Regions from separate parts of the Zea mays genome. Here region 1 is linked to region 2. Evidence: chromatin contacts called from public Hi-C data. All regions are on one chromosome and are shown on one strand. Each heading gives the region's core, a stretch centred on a gene start, on an enhancer-like site or on the middle of the called end of the contact. The rest is flanking DNA. Distances are from core to core; before and after follow the strand shown.

Region 1 (5,778 bases), core at 2,957-5,456, 530 kb after region 2:
AATTAGTGTTCCAAACTAGCCCTTAGGGCATGTTTGGTAATGCGGTTTTAAAATACTGTAGTTTTGAGATACCATAGTTTACAATTGTACATTACATAAATACTACGGTATTGCTTTACCACAGTAAAACTGCAATATTGCTCAAAACCGAGATCTGTTTGGTTTTATTGGAAAAACAAAGTATATGTAGAGAGAAGAGGAGAAAACTGAGGTTCTGAGTGGAGTTTCGAAAACTCAAAAATACCACAGTTTTGGTTAAACCATGGTATTTAAAACTGAGTTTTGACTATACAAACCAAACAACTTTTAAGCTTCAATACTATAGTATCATCAAATATCATAGTATTGTTTTAAAACTGCAAAAATACTACAATTCCAAACAGACCCTTAGGCTGGTGCCAATGGGGGCTAGAAGGGAGGCGAGAAGGGCCCTCTACCGCCCCGCGCGAGGCGATAGGCAGGCGAGAGGGAGAGAGAGGGCGACGGCACTCACGCCCGGCGAGAGCGGGCGATATCGCCCCGCTCTCGCCCGCGTTGGCGCGCGCGTCTGGGCGAGAGGGAGGCGAGAGGGAGGCGAGAGGGGGGCGACGCACTGACGGGGCGAGAGTGAGGCGGGCGAGAGTGCGGTGGCGCGACGTGATTGGTCCACGTGTGCCACGTGGACTAGCCGTTTTTTACCGTTTGGAGTCCAAAAAATTCGAAAAAAATTGCAAAAAAATCACAAATTTCATTCCCAATCCATCTATAAATATCCCTACCTGTTGGAGGTCATAATTAGATTTATGTAATTTTCTATTAATTGTTATGTAATTTTTTAATTGTCATGTACTTTTCTTTTAATTATTATACACTTTGTAAGTTTAAATTCAATAAAAAATATTATGTTGTGTGATTTGTAAGCGTTGAAACAAATCTGTGTGAATTATTTAATCCTGAAATAGAAAAGCTGATGTGGCTATGGGCTGAGGCTATAGCCTGCTACAGCCTGTGCACTGGAGCAGCAGAGGCGAGAGTGGAGGCGAGAGCTGATGTGGCAGGGGCGAGAGAGAGGCTGTGCACTGGACTCAGCCTTAACAACAGCTGACAGCGCACCGTCTCCGATTAATTATTAGCTCGTATGTATGCATGTATCGATGGCGACAGATTTTTAAACGAGTAGTTCCACGCTGCTCCCCCCCCCCCCCCGTTGAACACAGGTCCATTGTCGTCACCACCCATTAAGGCCTTGTTCGGTTACATGACATATAATCCCGCCATAGATTTAATTCGGGTATGGATTGGGTGAATCCATATCTCACACCCAATCCCATGGTGGGATTAAATCCATCAACAAATCCATGTGGCTTTCAAAGCTAGTTATTCTTTTGATCCATGGATTCTAATGTAAACTTGTGCAATATCTCATGGATTTGTTCCATACCTAATGGGCTATGGATAGAATCCATGTCTTCCATAGTTTAAAAAATTCCCAAACCTTTGGGTTATATTCCATGATGGGTTTAACCGAATAAAAAAATTAAGTAGTCATGGATTATTTTGGGGCATGGATTGAGGCATGGATTTAATTCCAATCCATGCTAATCCAGAGCGGGATTGGTGTAAACGAACAAAGCCTAACCTGTTGCGTCAGGGCGCTGTTAAAATACCTCATGTGGTACCTTCACGTTGTCACCTCAACTATCTAATCTTTCATCGACAGTTTTAACATACCAAGATATCATGGAAGATTGTTGATATTGGTTTCTATCCCAAGTTCAATTAACAATAGAAAATAGACCCACTTATTTTTTACATACAACTTTAAAAATTAACAACCTATAAATAGAGAATTATTGGAGCACAAACATTTATTACTTCTTCAAGTATTTTAGTAACTTTTTAAATCTATAATTTATGGTGCTAAATTTACATAACTATTGGAGATGCTTACTGGATAATGTGGCTCCATAAAAACTGACTACCTATGAAACCTGACTGCCCATGAAAATTGACTGCCTACAACTTTGTAGTTGTTTTTGTATCGAAACTATTTAGAACCCCAAAATCTATGAGTTCATATATTTTGGAATTCAAATTTATTAAACAATCTCAAATGTTAACATGTTCTATATGAAAGTTATAGTTCTCAATACCATCTACAACTTTGTAGTTGAAAGGTTTTTTATTTAAAATTATTTAGTGTCCTAAATATGTGTTCTAAGTTTATAGATTTTGACATTCAAAATTAGAATTCCTAAACAATCATGAATGTTCACATAGTTACTACTATAGGTCTAGTGATCGATATGAGTTATTATTGTTGTTGGCAAGTTTTTTATTTAAATAATTTGATATTTTTTAATTTTTGAAACAATTTTGAATGGAGATAAATCTTTTTTACTTGACAAGATTCAAAAGTTTTAAATTAAATGTTTTTTCATTTGAGTTACTTGAGTCACTCGGTCTCACCCGTCAGTGTATTCGTCGTTGGAGTATTACCCCTTGCATATATCATCAACACATCCTAAGAGCTGATTTGGTGATTAGGGATCTCGAGAGGATCTTTCCATAGACCCCCTCGAGATCCCTAATCACCAAATCAGTCCTAAAAGTGTTCGCATGACATGAGTGGAGTTTCAAGGATCCATGTAGCAAGATTCTTCTTCACACAGTAGCCCAGAGTTTATTAATAAAAAAACTCTAACATGTAGCAAGATTCTTCTCTACGTAGTAGCCCGCCCACAGTTTATTAATAAAAACAATAAGAGAATAAAAATAGAAGGCACAAAATACAATTTTCGCGTGAAAAAGTGCTTTGTGGAGTTCCTCTCGGCTTGTCAAATGCGGGGATAAGAAATGATAAAATAACAACTTTATAAATTTAGCAACATCATTTAGGGTATCATTTGAGACGTGTTTTTTCTAATAACTCCTTAAACTGAGTTTTAGTAATCTTTTTACATAACATTTGGAGATGCTCTAAGCTGTCTAAATGGTAAGGTAGACGAGATAAAAGAGAAGCGGGAGCCGGCTTAGACACAAGAACCAAAAAACTGTGAGATGGATAAGTGGAGTCTGTATTAATAGTGTCACCTAACTCCTATATGGATGAGTTTAATGTAGACCAGTTCAAACATCGGATCAGACCAAGGTCTGGTCGTGGGCCACTTAGCACGGCCCGTACCCGACTGGTGCCTAGTGCCGAGTTGGGTTGAGTCGGTTCATACCTCGCTGTTTGATGTATCAGGTCGGGTCTTTCGAATTGTGACAGTTTTTTGGCTTTGGGTCGGGTTTTTGATAAAAAATTGTGGGCCATACCTGGCCCGTAAATTATTGCGGGTAAAAAGTTATGGTTTGTATCCACCCGTTGCATTGGTCGGGCCAGGTTTTTCGGGCGGGTCGGGTTGGTCAGGTGCCCAACGATCATGTCTAGTTTAATGTGGGTTGGAAGGATCCTTAAAGCCAGCAGTACTGTATTATTAAACTCACTCTAAAGGGTAGGATTTATAGTATGTTGTTTTGAACAAAAAAAAAATAAGTTTGATCCTAGAATCCAAACATAATAAAATATAATAATAGGATCGCTCCACTCTATCTTAGACTAGCTCTCCTCGACTCGCTACAGCTCGCAATTTAGCTCGTGGCTCGACCTAACAATAATTTGCTACATAAATTTCTAATTAGCATATAATGTTTGTACCCAATAGATAATTAGTTTATTTTATTTAATATTACTGTACAAAATTAATGTATTTTTATATTACATCAGTAATATATTTATTTTACTGATTTAAAATATATTGTTTAAATTATTTTTGACATTTTGTATTATAATTTGGAGGGTGATTTGTAGACATGCTCGTTAGCTTGGCGAGCCAGAACGAGTCAAGTCGAACCGATTTTTCTGGTTCGTCAAATGAGTGAACCTTGACTCGTTACTTGACGGAGCCGTAGCGAGACGAGCCGGACTCGATTCAGATTTATATATAGAAGGAACAATTGGATCTATACCATTAAAAGATCCAAACTTTAGATATATACCATGGACCCCACATGTTATTGACTCATGTGGACCCACATGTAAGTGAGATAGTAATGGTATGGATCTAAAGTGGTGATCTTTTAATGGTATGGATTCAAATTTCCCTATATAGAAACATACCAAACACTTTAACATAAAAATCCGAAAAAAGTACTAAAATTAAAAAAATCGATAGGTGGAGCCACGTTGTATATGCGGATCTCCATTCACCAATCGCCTTCCTGTCGCCCTCCCGCTCGGCTCGGCGAACGCGATCTGTTCCCCAACCTCCGCAGCCGCTCCACCGTCCTCCACTCCGGCTGCCGAATCGACCCGCCCCGATCCAGATCAGGTAACCCCGCGCCGAGATCCCTGCGTTTCTTCTCTCCTTCTCGCGGATCGCTCGCCGCGGAGGCGGGACCCCTTCTGTCCGCGCGGATCGCTGGTCCCGTCCCGCGGGGTCGGTTCGCTGACGTGATCTGGATCGCAAATCTTTCTCGGCGGCCTACTGTGATGCGTGCTCCTGTAACACGTCGCGGCGGATTCGTTGGTCCCTCTGCCTGCGTGCCGGAATATCTGGATAATGGCATGAAACTACACATCTGGCATAATGTCTTGTAGCGATCTAGGTTTATGTGCTCCCTTTGTTTGATCTGAAACATTTGAGGTCTATCTCTGATTCCGAATTACGGACCTTTTGTTTTGCCCAGGAGCTGAGGGATGGACGCGAACAGGCGCCAGAGTGGGATCCAGCAGTTGCTGGCTGCGGAGCAGGAGGCTCAGCAAATTGTGAATGCCGCTAGAGCTGGTAGTGTTTTCTCATCTTTTTTGTCCCAAGCCATTGTAGATCTAGCGTAGCGTTAGGCAGCAACAACCTTGTGAATGAGTTCGTTCCATTCACTTAGACATCTTTCACTGATCCTCAATTAATGTTTGTAGAGCGAGATTGAAGGTAATGCACTGCTACGTTTCTGAACTGTAGCAAAAAAACGGCATCTCATTAATGCTGTTACTATTGCATTACCAACAAATATATAACACCTGTTCTGGGTGTTAGACCATGACCTCTCACGCCAAAGTTACAATGTATAAGTTTGCATTTAGCTACCTGAGTTGAGATCATGAAATATTTAGTGTCCAACTCTGCACAAAGCAATCTTTAGTCTAGAGGGGGAAAAGAAGTTTACTTTTCTTTTTCAAGTATGCAGAAGCATGTTTAGGCCCTGTTTGGAACCTCTAAAACTAATAGTTAGCTACTAAAAATTAGTTGTTGGGTTCCACGCCATCAGCTAATACCACAGCTAATTGTTAGCTACCTCGCAGCTAACAATTAGTTAATTAGCTGGCTCAATCCAGCTAATAATTTATTAGCTGCCAAACTATTAGCTCGAGGGGTTCCAAAGAGAGCCTTAACTGTGAACTGTTTTCTGGTGAAATGTAACAACAAAGCTAAAAGCTAAAGGGCTGTGTTCTCTCTGCAGTATAAACTTGAATTTGTGTGTTCTACAGCTAAGTCGCAATAAAAGAAGGGGTTGAAATCTTGCTTTTATGGGTCCCATTAGCAAAAACATATTCCATTGTGAACCATGTGCTGTACAAATGTCTTTTAAACTTGTTGGCAAATTGTCAGCTAATAGGAAGCTAAAAAGCTGACCCCTTTACCCCCCTCCCTTCCTCTTAATAGTTAATACTGAACATGAATGTTTCCTGTGTCCAATAGCCAAGTCAGCGAGGCTCAGGCAAGCAAAAGAGGAGGCTGAGCGGGAAATAGCCGAATA
Region 2 (6,016 bases), core at 2,289-4,788:
AATGTACTGCAGTTCCAGTCATGTCTTATAAAATTTTTGCTAATCACTAATCACCTAACTGCAGCGTCGTTTATGTGTTGTGACATTCATAAGTCACGTCATGGTGACATCACTGTTGGAGCGAAGGCCGCCCGCCCCCTCGCTCAGTTCATTTATAACGTGAACAGGACAGGTCGCAATTTTGGAAAAGCGAAGTCTACCTCAACCAAGCGAAGGCCTTGGGACGGAAGTATCGACCAGAACAGGCGAATGCCCTACCGGCACCCAAAGACCCGACGCCCTAAGATGAAGGCTGCAGTCACTACCCGCACATGTTACTGAAGCGGGCCCACGCGGCGCCATCATGGATCGTCTGGCCCCACGTGTAAGCCCCAGCGCAGGGTAGTATTAATGGTGCGTCAGTCCAGGTTGTACTTAACCACATTGTAATGACCTGTAATAACCCCTGAGGGGGGAATATTCCGGGGATAACGTAGGTAACCAGGGGCATAACTGTACTTACGAGGGTAAGACTGCCCCCTGGTTACCTATAAATCCCCCACATTGTACTCTGATGGGACAGGCTGAAAGACACTGCTTCTCTAATCCGTTGTGTTGCTAAGCATCAAAGTGTTCCTGTTTCCCGTTGCTTGGACCCACCCACTTGGCCACGTGTCAGTGAGTTCCAACAATCACCAAGAAAGAGCATAAACCCAAAACTATCCACTTAATATGGGCATCAACTAAATGTTGTCAAGGACAGGTTTTGAGGAATTTTCCGTATATTACTTGGCAGTGTTAAACTGCAGCTTTTCTTGGCTTCCAGGTATAGAACTAAGACTACTTTACAGCTAGATACCCTACGCCGGGTGGAGGAAGTCGCCATGGATCAAGGCGGTAAGAACCAGGCTCTAGATACCAAATGTTGGCAGAGACATTGGTTTTTGAAGAATTTTCAGTATATTACTTGGCAGTGCTAAGCACAGGTGGTCTTGGGTTCCATATACAGAAGTAGAACTAAGACTCCTTTACAGCTAGAAAGCATACCAAATTTCTAACAACTAAAGAGATAAAGCAAGAGATAAGATGACACGACATAGGCACTAACCACTACTGCTTATCCTAGAATTGGAGCTCCAAAATATCAAGATCACTATGGCTTATCCTTCACTAAAGTGTATAAGCAGTGCGTCTCTGAACCCACTACCCAGTAGTAAATATATAAATTATTGAATAACTTATCAAAGAAAAACTCACCGGATCAATACCAACTCGGCAACCAGATGGTAAAACATCATTCAACCACTCACTAGTAGTTGGAACACCATGATTCCCACTGCGCATGAGTGTCCAGTGGTGGCTCAATTCCTTCTCTGCCTAGCAAACAGAAGAATTGATCATGAAGCAATAACAGAAATAAAGGTGCAAAGATATTAAAGTTTGCAGGAAGTAGGAGCACCTGAAGAAAATAACGGCCATCAGTCCAGAGAGCAGCCTTATTTTTTGTGACCACAGCTGTACCAGCACTGCCAGTGAACCCAGTCAGATAGGCACGCCTCGTGAAGCATTCTGCAATGAATTCGCTCTGCAACAGAAGTTGTGAAAAAAAACATGTAAGTGGAGATTATATTTAATTCAATCGTGTCGCTTCACTAAGTAACGCATTGAAATTTTTCTACATCATTTATATTCGGCAGCAATATTAGGACAACAGTTCACCACATATGGAAAAACTCTAAAACATATGCAGTCACAAACTCATGTTGAGCATAGTGTTAGAAGAGTGGAAAGGGGTAGAATCTGTATATGTATATTGAGACAGATGAACCATTACATATATAGGGTGGAAATCTTTGGAGGCCAAGGCATCTAGGGCCGGCACACACTACCTGAGAAGGCAGGCCACTCTACTATGGAGTATGGAAAGTAAGTAATATCTCTACTATGGAAGGGATCAATCACACGCAGGTGAAAGGAGAGATGTACTCAATCAGCCTAATATAGAAAGGGAGACATTCATTCCAACACATAGATATCATGATTATCTAAAGCCCTAGCTAAACTCAAAGCTAGTTTACAAGCGGAATAAAAAAACATATATGCTTCATGACTTCAGTAGTAGTGGAAACTACTGCACTGTCAAGCAAATGCTTCATTTTTATGGAAGTACATCATGACATAATTAGACCACACCTTGCTAGAAATTATATATTTATATCAAATGTACCAACTATTGAGCGCTTCTACTGCTTTTTCAATAGTCAAGTATGTTTCACAGCTACTTCTAAGAATGGGTGCATCCGTATCATCGCATACATCCAACATATTTGGAAACTATCGAAGAATTATTAGAGTATATGTATTTTAAATTAAAAGTAATCATGATAGTTATAAATACTTCCCATGTACTTCGCAACCAAAATAACACCTTAATCTATAATCTCAACCAGGCCAATCTCAAATTACCACATCACTCCCACACATCACAGCAGCCAAGCAACTCCGAACTCAACAGCCACTTTTTCACCAACCTGCTCACGGCCGCCTCTCTCCAGGCACCCGCCCCTCTGTGTTCCTACCACACCGACCACTCCCTTTCCACTATCATCCCTTTAGGGCATGTACAACCTAGAGACCCTGTAATGGTTTTTCAAGTACAAGATACAGCTAAAAACTGCATGATATAATCCTGGCCCTTTGAATCATAAATACAGTTAAGAGACAATATATATGGAGAGTAATGTAGAACTAGAAACAGTCTCTTCGCGAAGAATCCGTCTCTTGTATTTTTTTAATTAACATCTAGAGACTCCTCAAGTGACCCTATATTAAATGGGGTTGATATGCGTTTAGAGCATTACAAGTTTCCCAAAACTCCACGTGGCAGTAGTGTCCATATACATCACAAGAGCAAAAATTGTTATCCAGTTAAGCCTCCTGGGGATACACAAGGTACATCTTTAAAAGATAGGGCTAAGATCCAGACACGTTGCAACACATTAGTCACACACAATGCAGTATTTTTTTTTGGTAACAAGTGGGTATTACCATGCATGTAGCGCCTAAATTATATCATTTTTTTCCACAATTACACTAATACGTTGAGAAATTATCTATTCATGTTCTCCGACTGGGTATATACACCAGATTAATCATAATACAAGTTGGGATTCTTGAGGGCTAGGGAGAGGGCGGCTCGACCTGGTGGGCGTCCTGTGAAGGGACGATGTAGGCGTCAATAGCAACGTCGGGCCGCGCGAAGAGTCGACGAAGCGAGCGTAGCTTCTCATCCCCGTCAGATGCGGAGTCCGCAGCCCCAGAGGAGGAAGACAGGCCTCGGCGCTTTCGGAGCTCAGACGAGGACAGAGCGACGACGCGTCCGTCCCCTCCCGATGAGTTGGCGAGGACGCGGAGGAGGGGAAACCTGCGACGAAGGGAGAACGGGCGGAGGGCAAGAGGGGGGCGGCTGGCGAGGAAGGCGGCGGCGGCGATGGACGGTGAGAGGCGCGCAGCTTCGATCGCCATAAGCGAGCAGCCGAGAGAGTACGTGGGGAATGAGGAAGTGGTAGGACTAGGAGGGAGGGAGATAAGGCAGAACCGGCCCATGAGCGTCTAGGTTCCGGGCTGGTCGCCTTGTCCATGAGCGTCTAGAGTCTGGAGTCTGGAAAATACCTGTTTGACTTCGAGGAACATTTTCTCGGTAGTATTATTTTCTATTAAAAATTGCAAAAGTGAAATTGTAACAACTAGTGACCAGTGAGGCACCGGAAAAGTTGCAAACGTATTTAACAATTTAGATATTAAAATAAAATAAAATAGAGTTAATTAGTCTCTAGAAATCAAATATCTCTAAATAGATCTTGAAAAACCATTCAATCCCAACACGATATGAAGTCACATACAGCATAATGCTCTCACGTAGTACCATCTTATCAGCTTAAGAAGGACAAGCAACCAAGCGGCTTATAAAAAAGGATCGGGCTTCTACTTAACTTATATCTTTTGGGTCTTTTGACTATGATAAGGTGTAATATTTGTTTTTATCAGTTTAATATAGTTTAATATCTGATATGTGAACCATATATTCACTCTGATATTAAAGTTACTTTTTATAGGTATCAAATATGATTGCATATCGTCTCAATGCACCACTATTGTGCTTTTTTTATTTAATGTGCATGTGTGGTGCTATAGCATCCCAACAAAGTGACGCAAAAACTAAAATACTACATTATTTAAAGTGTTTAGGGCACTAAACAAATTATGCTCCAACAGTTAAGCCATAAATCATGTATTTTAGAAAGTAAATTATATTATTAAGAAAGAAAATGATGAAAATGGTGTAGAAAACAAGGATAGGGCACTAGTCTCGGGTGTAGTATATTTAGATCACTTCATGGTATGCTCTATATTTTTTATATAAATTTATAAAATGGGATACTATTGGAACTGTTTTTTATGTGTTGAGCCTTATATTTCAAGATAATGCACTGATTTAAGGCATTGTTGGAGATGTTATAATAGTCTCTACTGCTTAACAACACCAGTTTCGACGGTCATCATGCGTCACACACGAAGTGCGCATCTGTTTCCTCCTCTGCTTCTCGACTATCAACATATGCCCCTCCCCCCCCTCGCCTAACACCCCACGCTTCTTGCCTAACAATTGCATCATGCACAAAGCCCACATTTGTTTCCCCCTCCTCGGCTTCTCATCACACACGAATCACACATTTTCCCCTCCCCGCTTCTCGCTTAACAACTGCATCGCCACCCCCACCCCACCCCACCCCCGGCTCGCCTAACACTCCCATGCTTCTCACGTAACAACTATGTCATGCGCGAGGCGCACATCTGTTTCACCTTCCCCCGTTTCTTGCCAAACAAACAGATAAACCTTGTGATTGGATAAACCTTATCCCTGCTTCTCGCCTAACAAACAACACATGTTAATGATGATGATATCGGATAAATCTTATCTCCCCAAGAAAACGGACGATCGTTCTAATCCCGCTATAAATCCTTGTCCTTGTTGTCTGGCCCGAGATACAGATGTTGCCATCGCCTCGCGCACCGTGGCGCTAAGGGAGAAGCTACTGTCGATGAGGGTGTCGAGGGCGAAGGTGCTAGCGACGAGCCTCGCGCGTGCATGGCCATTTGTCCTGGTGTGTGCTGGCGGCGACGTGCGCGGTGAGGAGGGAGTTGCAGGTATACATGTCCAACGGGCCGTGTCAGGCCGGCCCGGCACGAACACGGCTGGGCCCGACACGAGGAGCGACATTCCAAGCCCGGCACGGTTCAGTATCGTGCCGGACCGGGCCGGCCCGTGGGCTGGCTGACGCAGCCCAGGCCCGGCACGATTATTCTTATACGGGCCCGGCACAGTTATTCTTATACGGCCCGGCACGGTTATTCTTATACGGCCCGGACCCATAAACAAAAAAACACTCTAAAATTCAGAATCTAAAGACAATATTCAAATTTATTTTAGGTTCAATTAATTATATTTATAATTTTAGATATATACTTAGACAAATAATTTCAGATACACATATAAACACATATCACAATTCAGAATGCTCTTATATAATAACATATCATCAGTATTATAGCTAAAAACAGACTGACCGTTACAAAATAAGTTCCTCAAACAGGCTGTTACCGTGCCTACCAATTAACTGTGTCGGGCTCGTGCCTGCACCGCGGGCCAAACGGCCAGCCCAAGCCCGGCACGGTTATCGGACCGGACTGGCCCGGGCACGGTTATAGTCGGGTCAGGCCGTGCTCGTGCCAGGCCACGACTGTGCCGGGTCACGGGCCTACTGTTGGGCCGGCCCATTTAGACATGTATAGTTGCAGGAGGGCGCGTCGAGGTGGTGTGAAATATTGAGACCCTTTAATATTATCTGGTTTTAAAAACCAACACTAAAGAGTCAACTTTGGTACCGGCTAGTAATATCAACCGTTACTAATGTTTTGAACCTTTTAGTACTGGTTGGTGAAAAAAAATTGGTTCTATAGGGTATCCTCTAGTACA

Evidence for each region. A called contact is a pair of places that touch in the nucleus more often than the background predicts.
Region 1: a Hi-C map of leaf shows a contact between it and region 2, with 10 times the contacts expected there. The contact joins the promoter of LOC100193359 here to the promoter of LOC100381889 in region 2. A contact is called at or near these places in 2 of 25 Hi-C or Micro-C datasets (leaf and tassel).

What each region holds. Positions count from the first base shown.
Region 1 is chr7:18,726,260-18,732,037 of Zm-B73-REFERENCE-NAM-5.0, forward strand. LOC100193359 reads left to right here and starts at 4,207. Exons shown (of 4, transcript NM_001348930.1): 1 at 4,207-4,352; 2 at 4,711-4,808; 3 at 5,721-5,778. The coding sequence starts at 4,721.
Region 2 is chr7:18,198,761-18,204,776 of Zm-B73-REFERENCE-NAM-5.0, forward strand. It overlaps LOC100381889, which reads right to left and starts at 3,539. Exons shown (of 13, transcript NM_001174671.1): 1 at 3,181-3,539; 2 at 1,439-1,564; 3 at 1,237-1,356. The coding sequence starts at 3,504. It also overlaps the pseudogene LOC111589901.